Linked DNA regions of Mus musculus: regions 1 and 3 are each linked to region 2. A link is a contact called in public HiChIP or PLAC-seq data. All regions are on one chromosome and are shown on one strand. Each heading gives the region's core, a stretch centred on a gene start, on an enhancer-like site or on the middle of the called end of the contact. The rest is flanking DNA. Distances are from core to core; before and after follow the strand shown.

What was found. HiChIP or PLAC-seq counts read pairs in DNA pulled down with a chosen protein or histone mark.
Region 1: an H3K4me3 HiChIP or PLAC-seq map of embryonic stem cells shows a contact between it and region 2, with 20 read pairs. The contact joins the promoter of Mier3 here to the enhancer-like site in region 2. A contact is called at or near these places in 3 of 39 promoter capture datasets (the 3T3-L1 cell line, the C10 cell line and pre-B cells), 7 of 484 Hi-C or Micro-C datasets (the G1E-ER4 cell line, bone marrow-derived macrophages, embryonic stem cells and 1 more), 13 of 115 datasets of contacts at active chromatin or transcription factors (the 230-238 cell line, craniofacial prominence, embryonic forebrain and 6 more) and 3 of 9 other capture datasets (adipose tissue, liver and pancreatic islet).
Region 3: an H3K4me3 HiChIP or PLAC-seq map of embryonic stem cells shows a contact between it and region 2, with 36 read pairs. The contact joins two enhancer-like sites. A contact is called at or near these places in 10 of 39 promoter capture datasets (the 3T3-L1 cell line, 3T3-L1-derived adipocytes, the C10 cell line and 6 more), 4 of 15 datasets of contacts at CTCF or cohesin (CD8 T cells, the G1E-ER4 cell line, large pre-B cells and 1 more), 3 of 484 Hi-C or Micro-C datasets (bone marrow-derived macrophages, liver and pre-B cells), 8 of 115 datasets of contacts at active chromatin or transcription factors (bone marrow-derived macrophages, embryonic stem cells, fetal liver and 1 more) and 1 of 9 other capture datasets (embryonic stem cells).

What each region holds. Positions count from the first base shown.
Region 1 is chr13:111,684,811-111,688,496 of GRCm38.p6, forward strand. Mier3 (MIER family member 3) reads left to right here and starts at 1,368. Exons shown (of 13, transcript NM_172593.3): 1 at 1,368-1,544; 2 at 3,018-3,042. The coding sequence starts at 1,536.
Region 2 is chr13:111,530,492-111,534,231 of GRCm38.p6, forward strand. The region is part of intron 1 of Gm15290 (predicted gene 15290); the gene reads right to left. Among named protein-coding and RNA genes, the nearest start is that of Gm15290, 18 kb to the right of the region's middle. Within about 2 kb of position 1,875, at least 16 of the 459 cell types and tissues checked have an H3K27ac peak or open chromatin away from gene starts, as enhancers often do. A contact at or near this core is called in embryonic stem cells and liver, where this site is marked.
Region 3 is chr13:111,723,458-111,727,250 of GRCm38.p6, forward strand. It overlaps the pseudogene Gm15488. Among named protein-coding and RNA genes, the nearest start is that of Mier3, 39 kb to the left of the region's middle. Within about 2 kb of position 1,989, at least 391 of the 459 cell types and tissues checked have an H3K27ac peak or open chromatin away from gene starts, as enhancers often do. A contact at or near this core is called in embryonic stem cells and liver, where this site is marked.

The sequences.
Region 1 (3,686 bases), core at 118-2,617, 150 kb after region 2:
TTTGTTTTGTTTTGTTTTTTAACTTTTACAACTTTGAACGCCTCGTTGAAGATGGTAGGGACAACATGTGCCAAGCCTGTTTTTGAGTTATTTGATTGGACAAAAGTTTGTGATATCATTCACAGTAGGGGAAGTGTAATTTTCCATGTCTTTTGGATGTTTTGAAGTTGAGTGACTTTTTTCTTCTGTAAAATTTCCACGAATAAATAACTTTTACCCGTGTTTTTAGGTTGATTTTTTTTTTTTTTTTGCCTTGGTAATCCTCTTTAAAAGTAACCGTTGCTTCTTCCCATAACCCATCTCCATCCTCATCCAGTGAGGGAATTGGAGACCCTAGGCTCAAACCTGAACAGTGTAATTAAGGTTTAAAGTTATGAAAAGTTTTAGCATCTTAAAAATGCTTAAATTTATGAAGCTACAGTGCAAACCTCATTTTGCCATTAATATTTATTACAAGCTCCTGGCAGGCATCTGGGAGGAGAGCTCTGGTCTTCACGGACACTCTAAGCCCCTGTAAGGTCTTAGCACACCTTCCTGTTTGTATATTATCTTCTCATGGATCTGTTTTCATACACAGGATTATTTCTTGAAGCCTATGCAGAAACAGATACATCTGCTAAGTCTCTCTCTCTCTTCCATGTATCCACTTATCCAGGAGACCACATTTATTGTATGTATAATCTCAAACAATGTTGTTTTTATTTACCCCCGAGGTAGGTGTGAGAGGCAGTTTTTGCAATTTGGTTCAGGGTCTTTGACACTCTGCTTTTTAAAAGGTTTATCAAGTGTATATCTTCGGGTCATCTTCTAGACTATTTGTGATTAATAACTCCTAGAACTGGTCTTTAAAAAAAAAAAAGTGTACAGGCTATGAATGTCGCGCAAGCACGCTCATCATGTCTGGCTCCGTCTGTCAGTCTTTCTGCCTTCTGAATTGCCATCATCTTCCAGAGCCTGTCTGGCAAATGTCTACTTCCACAGTTCACTCCAAGCCACTGAACGCCGATGCGCATTCCATTCCTGCAGGTGCCTAGCCGTCCTGCTTCCTGTCCGGGTCTCTCTCCTCTTTTGCCCATCAGCGGCTCGCTCACTTGCCATCGCGTACTCTTCTCACTTCGGGAAAGTCCGTCGAGTCCTCCTCCGAGTCTCCCGCCACCCTCCTTCCTCCCCCGCCCCGGGCTCGCCCTCCCTCCCTCCCTCCCTCCCTCCGGCCCCCCCACCGCACCCACCGGCCGGTCCCCGCGCTCGCCCGCAGTTCAGCTGGAACTTTACTCCAGCCGGGGCAGAGCGCCGTGGGCGCGCGGGGCGGGCGCGTGCAGGAGCGGCGGCCGCGGGAGCGCCGGACGGCGTGGGTGTGCGAGCGGGCCGGGGGCGTCGCGGGCCGGCCTGCCCTATAAGGGGCCGAGCCGCCTCTGCCTCCGGGCGGGTGCCTGGCGGGCCGCGGCGGCGGCAGCGGCGGCGGCGGCTGCGATTGGCTCAGGCGCCCCATCCGGGGACTGGGCTCGGCGCTGCTCGTTCGCCCTAAAGGTACCAATATGGCGGAGGTGAGCGGAGAAACCGGGCAGCGGCGGCCGTGCTGGAGCGGGAGCCGGGCGGCCCTCCGAAGCCCCGCAGCCGGCCCGAGAGCCACGGCTCCTCCCGCGGGTCCTCGGAAGGCGGCGCGGCGGCGACGGGGGATGGGGGGCGCGGGGCGGCGGCGAGGCGCGGCGAGGCTGCCGGAGGGGCGGGAGCGGGCGCGGGAGCGGTCTCCCTTCGGGACTAGGCCGCGGCGGCTCCGACCCCGGCCGGGCCGGGCGGCGGGGCCGGGCGGCGGAGGGCGGCGGCGGCGAGCCTCGGGCCGGGGTAGCCTCCGGGCCGTGGCCGGGGCGGCTGACGCGGGCCGCCGTTCGCTCGGCGCCTCCTCCCGGGATCGGGGTGGGTGGAGAGCGGCCGATCCTCGGTCGGCGGCTGGAATGCAGCGCGGAGAGCGGGCTGCGCCACTGCCCCGCCGGAGTGAGCCGACCCGGCCCTCGGCAATCCGGCCGCCCGCCGCCTCTCCTGACCGGGGGCTCCGAGGCCAGCGGGAGCGGAGCGGGACTCTCTACCCCGAAGCCTGCGAGGTGCGGCGTCCCCGGGCGCAGAGACCGACCCACACCTCGACGCCCTCGCCCGCCGAGCGGCCCGAGAGTCTCTTTACCCCGGGCCGGACTTGGGGGGGGGGGCACCGGGCGACCCGGGCTGCCGGGCACCGGGCTCCCCTGGGACGGGCAAGCTGGGGGAGGGGGCGGCGTGATGGGAGCACCGGGGCTGGGCAGGAGCGAGCTGTGTGTGCTAGGGCCGAGCTGGCGGGCCGGGGACCGACCGCTCCCCCGGGGGAGGACCCGGCTGGTCCCAGACTCAGTGGTCGCGGCTCCTCCGACCTCAGCGGCTGGTGGGTGGGGGTGGGGAGGTGGGGGCGGGAGGGTGCTCCCGCGTTGGGTTGGGGACCAGTGTCAGGGTCGAGCTGGCCTACGCTTGGGGCAGTCGACAAACCCTGGAGTTGGGGCGCCCGCGCACTCCAAGGGCAGGCTGTGTGTGTGTGTCTCAGAGGGTGAGACCCTCCTAGGGGACGGGGTTGCGTTTCGAGGAGTTGCTCTAGGGCCAGCGGAGAGCTGGGTGAGCTGCTGTAGTCGGGGGACTCGTGAGATGCCCGGGATGAAGGATTGATGCTGCGAGCCGGGTAAGCTCTGGCTTCGGCTTCCCGGCTTTGTAACTTGCCGAGCTCTAAACGGTGTCTCGGAGTTGCCCGTTTCAACTCCAGCCCTCGTCCGGAGTCTGCGAGTTTGTACACTGGGGACTTGGGGAGGAAGGCGAGGCAGCCAAGAGGGGGCCCGAAAGGGGCCGGGAGCGATTGGAGCGAAGCTACGTCTTGCACTTTTTGGCAGCTGCCTGGGAGCGCTCGGCTCCGCCCCCTCTGCGCCCTGTTGCCTGCGCTGCCTCCTTTTCCTTGCTACAGGATTCAACCTCACAGTTTTCTTTTCTCTCTCTCACTCTCCCAGGCTTCCTTTGGAAGTTCGAGCCCAGGTTTGTTCAATTTTCTTACCTCTTCCGGGGGTCGGGGGTCGGGGGGGTTGTCCCAGAGGGAGATAGGATTGGCTGGTAAAAGGATTCTCTGTACAACCACAGAAATGTACCCTGCTATATTTTTTCATCATTTGGATCTTAAAGAATTCCAATGTAGTTTTACGTTGTTAGAGAGGAGGGAATAGTTGTGCTCAGTGCACGGTGGAAAAAGTACCCCAGAAACCTTATTACAAAGTCTTTTATTCTCACATAACTTTTTTTATTGTTTGACTCTAAGCTGGAAATAATGAATCCCAAATCAACCTTCTACAAATTAACAGCTTGTTTTATTTTTATTTATTAAAAATAAATTGTCCTTTTAACTTGTCAGAACTTGGGGCAACTTGGATTATTAGCTTTTAACTCCATTTTTCTTTACTATGGCTCTCAAGTGTCTGTTATATTTAAACTGAAAATTGGGTTAGGTAAAGCTACCTTAATAATAAAGGAAAAAAGCAATGTGTGTCTTCCTGGTTTTGCACAGAGACGTATTAATATGGTTAGCTTACCTAGTACAGAAGCCAGAAAATATATTGAGGATCCAATAAAAGGAGTCCACGGAATCTGCGCGGGTGTGCCTACATGGGAGGGAGGTTGTAGTCTTT
Region 2 (3,740 bases), core at 625-3,124:
AGTGTTCTATCTATCATCTTTTCCTCGATATATCTTTCTCTGGAATATCTCCCGATTTCCAGTTTCACAATTTGATTTCATGACCGATACCCGCACCAACACCCACATATACGTATAAATGAAAATTAAAGTCTCTGAGGGAGATCAGATGTGTCCTTCTGAATCAGGTGACCTCACAGTATAATCATGTCCACACCCTTTTTTTTTCTGAAATGTTCATAATTTTATTTTTCTTTAAGGCTGAATGAAATTCTGTTGTGCCTAGGCATCGTGTTTTCATTATCCTCTCGTCTCTTCTGGGCATTTAGATTAATTACATTTCCTTATTATTGTAAATAGAGAGGCATGAACATGAACATCCAACAAGGGCATCTCCATGGTAGATATACAGTCCTTTGAGCATATGCCCAGGAGTGGTATAACTAGTTTCCTTCCTTCCTTCCTTCCTTCCTTCCTTCCTTCCTTCCTTCCTTCCTCCTTCCTCCTTCCTTCCTTATTTCTTTTCTTTTTTCAAAACAAGGCTGTATATCCCTGGCTGTCCTAGAACTCGCTCTGTAGACCAGGCTGTCCGATTCCTGGAGCTTGGCTTACAGGGGGTTGACATGGATACTAGGAATTGAACCCCACTCCTCTGTAAGAGCAGCAAATGCTCTTAGCTGCCGAGCCATCTCTCCAACCCCTATACAAGTTGTTTGAGATATTTATTAATGATTAAAGTCAGAGATAACCCTGTCTCTGCTTCCCGAGTGCTGGGATCCAAGGCGTGTGCCACCGCTGCCTAGCTTGCAATCCCCTATCTGCTCCCCACCTCCCCCTGCTCCCCAACCCACCCACTCCCACTTCCTGGCCCTGGCATTCCCCTACACTGGGGCGTAGAACCTTCACAGGACCAAGGGCCTCTCCTCCCATTGATGACTGACTAGGCCATCCTCTGCTACATATACAGCAGCTAGAGCCATGAGTCCCACCATGTCTACTCTTTGGTTGGTTGGTGGTTTAGTCCCTGGGAGCTCTGGGGGTACTGGTTAGTTCATATTGTTGTTCCTCCTATGGGGCTGCAAACCCCTTCAGCTCCTTGGGTACTTTTTCTAGTTCCTTCATTGGGGACCCTGTCCTCTGTCCAATGGATGGCTGGGAGCATCCAATTGAGATATTTATTAATGATTAAGGAAGGAGTGCAGTATATATGGGACATATTTTTCTTAATCTTTCTTTTTTTCTCTTTTGTGGTTTTGAGACAGTATTATATGTAATAGCAGTAAAGGTTTACTGAGGAAGAGCTCCTCTGATCAAGAGAATACAGTCCCTGACCTGGCTGATGCTAGGTCCAAAGAGGTCTCCCAAATGGCAGTGCTGGTGACAATGTCTAAAACAGGACTTTGGCTTGGTAAACAGAAGGATTGTTGTTGTGTAAAGGCCTAAGGTGGGTTTCTGTTTGCCAGGAGCCTTCCTTAATCCAAACTCAAAGGTCATCCACATTGAGCAAGGGAACCTTGTCTCCAGGTCAGTTCACAAAGCTTGAGTCAGCTCAAAGGCCTTCGTCCTGTTGACTGTCATAGAGCCCACCCCTTGCTTTTCTGCCATTTTGATCTTCTCTCTGCCTACCTCTGTAGCTTTGGCAGTTTGACCCTCAATAAAATAAACCCTTTATTGTATTCATGGAGTGGTCCAGTTTGTGGTTTCTCTGTGCCCTTGCTTATAGCTGGGTATATCGTCTAGTTAGACAGGTCAATACCCTGGCTAAGGAACCCCCATTCTCCCCACCTGCCCCGCCCACCTTCAAATTCCTGCTCGCCTGCTCGCCTGCTCGCCTTAAGCCACCTTAACCAGAAAGGAGCAACAATTAGCCCCGTGATGGGATCACCTGCTTTTCTGTCCCGTGATCCTCACGTGCCGCCAGCAAAGCTCTATTAGTCCTACCCGCCTTTCTAGTTCCTGACTTAGAAGGGACAATTTCTGCTCCTTTCTCTCGTCTTTCCAATGCTGGCCACACCCCAGTGTGCTTTTTCTGGGCCTTTCCACTCCCTCTCTATTGCTCCCCTACGCTGTGTGGTTGCTTGTGGGCCTGGTGGCTGACCTCCACGCCAGCTTAACTAGGACAGTGTGGCCTTTTCTCCTTGTCCTTCGCATCTCCCTCCTCCGGACAGCTGCTAGGATGGAAAGCTTGCCTGTCCCGGCATTTCTCTAATAAGATTGTCCTTGAGGTTTCTTCTGTGTCTGTTATTGTTTTATTGATAATACTAAGGACAGGCATGTAGATGCATGCCTTATTCTCACCACTGGGTGGCAGAGGCAGGGGGATCTCTGGTTTTGAGGCCATAGTGGTTTGTTTACATAGCAAGTTCCAGGACAGCCAAGGCTAAATAGAGGGACCCTGTCTCAAAACAAAGCAAAACAAACAAACAAACAAACAAACAAACCCTTCTTCTCTTTACCCCCATCTTCCCAACATGCCACGTTTTTCTTATTTTCTTTCTTTCTTTCTTTCTTTCTTTTTTTTGGGGGGTGAGGTGGGTGGGTGGGTGTCTTGGTGGCGAAGATTGAAGTGAAGGCCTTGAGATCCTGGGCTCGCTGTCTTCATCTCCCTAGTGCCAAACTCAGCTCATTTAATTTCTTCACATTTTTAGAAAAGGCAATTTAACAGACATCGAGGAACAATGTTATCTGTTCTCTGGTTGCCGCTGCTGCTGCTGCTCAGTGGGCTTTGTTTCTGTTTTTATGATAAGGTTTCTTCTTCCCAGGCTGCTCTTCATTTGACTTTGTATCCTAGCCTGGCCTCAAATCCTTAGCCTCCTACTTCAGCCGAGGCTGTCCTGGGTTTACCGATGTGTACTCCACTATCTGCTTTCATTGAATCCACTTTGAGTTTTGTTATCTGAAAGGCCTTAGCATTGCTTCCTCCCTCAAGCCTTCCTGATGGATAAAAATAGCTACATTATGAGATTAAAAAAAAAAAACAAAAACCCGAAACAGAACAAAACAAAACCCCTTGTAATCCCAGCCCACACCCCACACCAGCCCCCCAAGAGTCTGAGATTGAAGGATTGAAAGACCCACAACGTGAGGACTCCCCCACCTTCTGACTCAGGAGAGGTGACACACCAAAATCACCCACAAGAAACGGTCTTGCTGCAAACTGCAAGAGGATTTTTATTCAAGAGTGCTCTAGGGCCCACGGTCATACACCACGCAGGGGTAGAGGACCGTGGCGCCCCGAGTAGCTGGATAAGGGGGTATTTAAAGGAAGAAAGCACAACTCAAGGAGGTGGGAAGGGCGTTGTTGGAAAATACCAAAAATACCAGTTAAGAGTCACAAGGAAGTACAAAGTCACAGGTGTCACAAGGAATACCTGGTAATTGTGAGGGTTATTTCTCAAGACAGTTTCTAAGAGCCCCTAACAATAGCACATTTGCATAGCGGGTTCCAGCAATGGTCAGGGTGGGTCAGGGTGACTTTCTTTGAATGAATACTCCTTGAACCCAGGAAGTGGGTGGGTGGGGGGATGTCACTATCTGTTTTATGATTAGCATACCTTGGAGCATTGAGCCACAAAGATCACATTCCCAAGCCTGGGCCCAAAGGCCTAGAATTTTGTTTTTACTACTCTTTCAGGATCAAGAGTTTGAGGTTACAGACCAGAGACCCTGTCTCCAAACACAGACAGACAACACTACAGATGTAAAACAATAGAGTAATAGGGTAAAATAACTCTGCCTGGATCCCATCGCTTCAGAATAAA
Region 3 (3,793 bases), core at 739-3,238, 190 kb after region 2:
AAAGTTATATACACATATATATCCACACGCATATATTTATTTAGTCTAATTTGATATCCCTTGGATATTATTTTAAAAGTGTATTTTGCTAATGACTAGTATAGAAGATTTATGTGAGAACAAATGAATCTGACCTTCATGCTGTTTTTTTCTATAACTGGTAAAGGAGAAAATGAATATATATTGGGAAAGTCTCATGACCAAAAAATGCATTTATTGGGATGGAGAGATGGCTCAGCAGTTAAGAGCACTGGCTGCTCTTCCAAAGGTTCTGAGTTCAAATCCTAGCAACTACATGGTAGCTCACAACCATCTGTAATGAGATCTGATGCTCTCTTCTGCGGTGTCTGAAGTCAGGTACAGTGTACTTACATATAAATGCAATTATTCCATCACACATTATAGCATACTTTAACAGACAATGTAATTTATAAGGTTAATTATGAAATTAAAAGTCTGAAAACTTGGGTTTCAAATTCAAATCTTTATTTACTCTGACTACAGAGCTAGACCAGCAATCTTTGGCAATACTAACAGCTTTTTACCAGGATACATAGATTCTGTTTCTTGGGTATCAATCCTTCAGTGACAAGACAAATCTTCCTGTAGACACCTAAACCCAAGGTCATACAACGAATGTCTTCTGGTTTAAAGCCATTTGGTTGTTGATAGCCATTTTCAAACAGTCTCACCTTTTGATGCTGGACTCTCAGAAGGTGTTGATTTTTTGACTCAACTGGTTCTGGAAGCACAAGAAATTTGATGGCTTACTATGGTCGTTTAAAAATAGAGCCTGGGGAACCTTTGGTAACGTTCCTAGAACAACGTCACCTGTAATAATTTTATCTTTGGGTCTTTTGCAATGTGTTGAAGAATCTGAAAGTTTCTGTTTCCTACGCAGCAATCGACTAAAGTTCTGGATGATTCCTGGGTTATTGCCCTTAATGAACTAAGCTATGCTAAACTGAGACCCTAGAAGAAGCAATTCTTTGGGAGAGGTCAATGTTCTCTAACCCGCAACCATGAGCATCCAAGTAGCCAGTCATCAACATGCGTTTTGTTTTGTTTTGTTTTTGCAAAGAAACTTGGGCATGGAAATGCTAGGGAACGTGCCCGAGGTACTAAAGCTGTAAACGGAAAGATCAGAAGCAGACACGTAGCTCAGCTTTCCCTCGAACCATTCAATAGCTACTTGAATGTTTTCAAATAAGAATCTTCGTAAACACTTTTTCCCATAGGCGTGTCCTTTTCAAAGGCAAACTTAAGCCAAATTCACATCCCTTGTCATATAGTCTCTCCCGGGAGTGGTAATTTCTTCTTTGACTATATCACTCTTACTTCCAGAACTATTTTTTTTTTTTAACAAACTGTTGTTTCTGAACAAAAAGGAAGAAACTTTCTCTTGATATTTCTAAGGTAACGCCACACCCGAATTCACGTCTCCGTAGTGTGAAGCTTCGGGAAGGCGCTTGTGTCTGTCTCACTTTCAGCCGAGTCTTCCGCTGCATAGACTGCAGATCAGCAGCACGCTCACAAACGCCAGCCGTCACAGCCCACGGCGACCCACCCCGAGCAATCCATGGTTTTCTGCTCTTTTCTACGCGTTAATGAGACTAAGCCTTGACTTTTCCGAGGAAGTTCAAACTCCTAGGTCCCGGTTGAGGAAAGGCCACACCCCCACTTTGTAAGTTTCTATTTGCTCCTTTGCAGCATCCTTGTAAGGGCGGAGTTACTAAAGGAAAAAAGCGCGCGCGCGTGAGACCCAGCAGCGCGGCGCACACTGGGAAAGGGGACACAGGTCCCGCCCCCGTAAGGTGGGCATCTGCGTTACCGAATAGCCCCAACCCCCTCGGCGACCCTCAGCCTCAGGGCTCCGCCTACTTTGGGCTCCACCCACTTCAGGTTCCTTTCGCCTTAAACCTCGGGTTGTCCCAGGCTCCACCCACCTCAGGCTCCTCCTCTTAGGCCCGCCCACCGCAGAACTTTGGAAGCCCCCAGGCTCCACCCACCTCAGGCTCGGCCCCCCCCAAGGCTTGCTCGAGTCAGCCCAGGGCATCCCGGGGCTTCAAGTACTTCAGGCTCCGCCTCCGCGGCCCGCCCGCCTCAGCCCATTGGCTGGGCGTAACAGCTTTGGCAGCAGCGAGGGCTGCGTGACGTCGTGAGGTCCTGCCATTCCGTCCTCTCACTTCGGGTTGTAGGTGAGGCTTCTCACATTCTGGGGGGGACGAAGCGGCGCCATCGCCCCCACACACCCTGCAGGCTGCTCTGTGGTGCAGCGAGGAGGAAGGCGTGGAAGAGGCGCGTCGAATCCTCGCCCCGCTCAGTTAAGGGAGGAGCCGGGCTGCGCTGTCCCGCCCTCCGGGCCTCCGCCCAGGGTGTCCCACACCGCAAGGCTCCTGCAGCCCGGGCGCGCAGAGCTGGAGCAGCCTGCTCTCGCTGTGCGTTTGCGCTCTCATGGGTACAACGATCTTGGTTGTGCGCGAAGAGTCACTGGACTTCATGGCATCCTGGCCTCTAGGAACGCTCCCTGGGCGTGGGCCGCCTGGTTTCTTTCCCAGGGTTGTGCCTGCTGCTTGTAACGTCTGTCCTCAGCCTCTGCTTAGTCCCTACTCTCATGGGCTCCACTCAGCTGAACTCTTCTCGGCCAATTTCCAGCCTTAGCCTGGACCTCAGGCGCTTCTAAGAGCGAGCGAACCCATTCAAAGAGGCACACACACACTGATTTAGTTTATGCGTATTAGTGATTTACCTGCATGTATATATGTGCACCTTGTGGGTATCTGGTGTCCACGGTGTCCGCTGGAACCGGATAAATGGTTGTGAGCGACCATGTGGATGTTGGGAACAGAATCCCAAGGTAGCTGCATGAGTGTTCTTAACTAAAGTGATTTGTGAATATATAGACATAAGAACAAAATGCCCTGTTTGCACTTCATTCTCCTAAACAGCCGAAGGCAAGATTACCAGACAAAATGCTTTCTTAAGGAGCTTTTTAAGGTATAGTATATGATATTTCATAGTGGTGTATGATAAACCGCACACACTTAAAGTGAACAATTTGATAAATCTTTTGTCTATACACTAATCAAAATTAAGATTGTAAATGTATCCATCACTTTCAAAATCCTGTTAGAACCTTTCTTTAACCATTCTCATGTATTCTTTCATTCCCAGTCCCCAAGTGACCATTAAGCTTTCTGTCATTGGATTAATATGATCATGTTATATTATCCTTTATATTACTGGGTTCTTTTGGTAAGATATTTAAAGAAAATTTGCATATGCATTATGAGAGATATGGGTCTATAATCTTGTGTTTGATGTTATTTTATCCAGTTTTGGATAAATACTAGCCTCATGGAAGGTGGGAAGCCATTTCTCCATGGATGGTATTTGAAAGAACTTTAATAACTCACTCAATGCACAGGGCCAGCACCCATGTGTATCAATAGGTCGGGTGTCCACACGACAGATTCTGGAACTTTGGTTTCTTTTTAAAAGAAAAAAAAAACACGCACACAGAAATATTATAAGAATGTGTTTTGGAGGCTGGAGAGATGGCTCAGCAGTTAAAAGCACTGACTGCTTTTCCAGAGACCGTGAGTTCAACTCCCAGCAACCACATGGTGGCTTATAATCATCTGTAATGGGGATCCGATGCCCTCTTCTGGTATGTCTGAAGACAGTGAAAGTGTACTCACATACATGAAATAAAAAAATAATAAATCTAAAAACAACAACCCAAAAAGAATGTGTTTTTGTTTTAATTCCAGGCTTGCTTTGACCTGTCAGA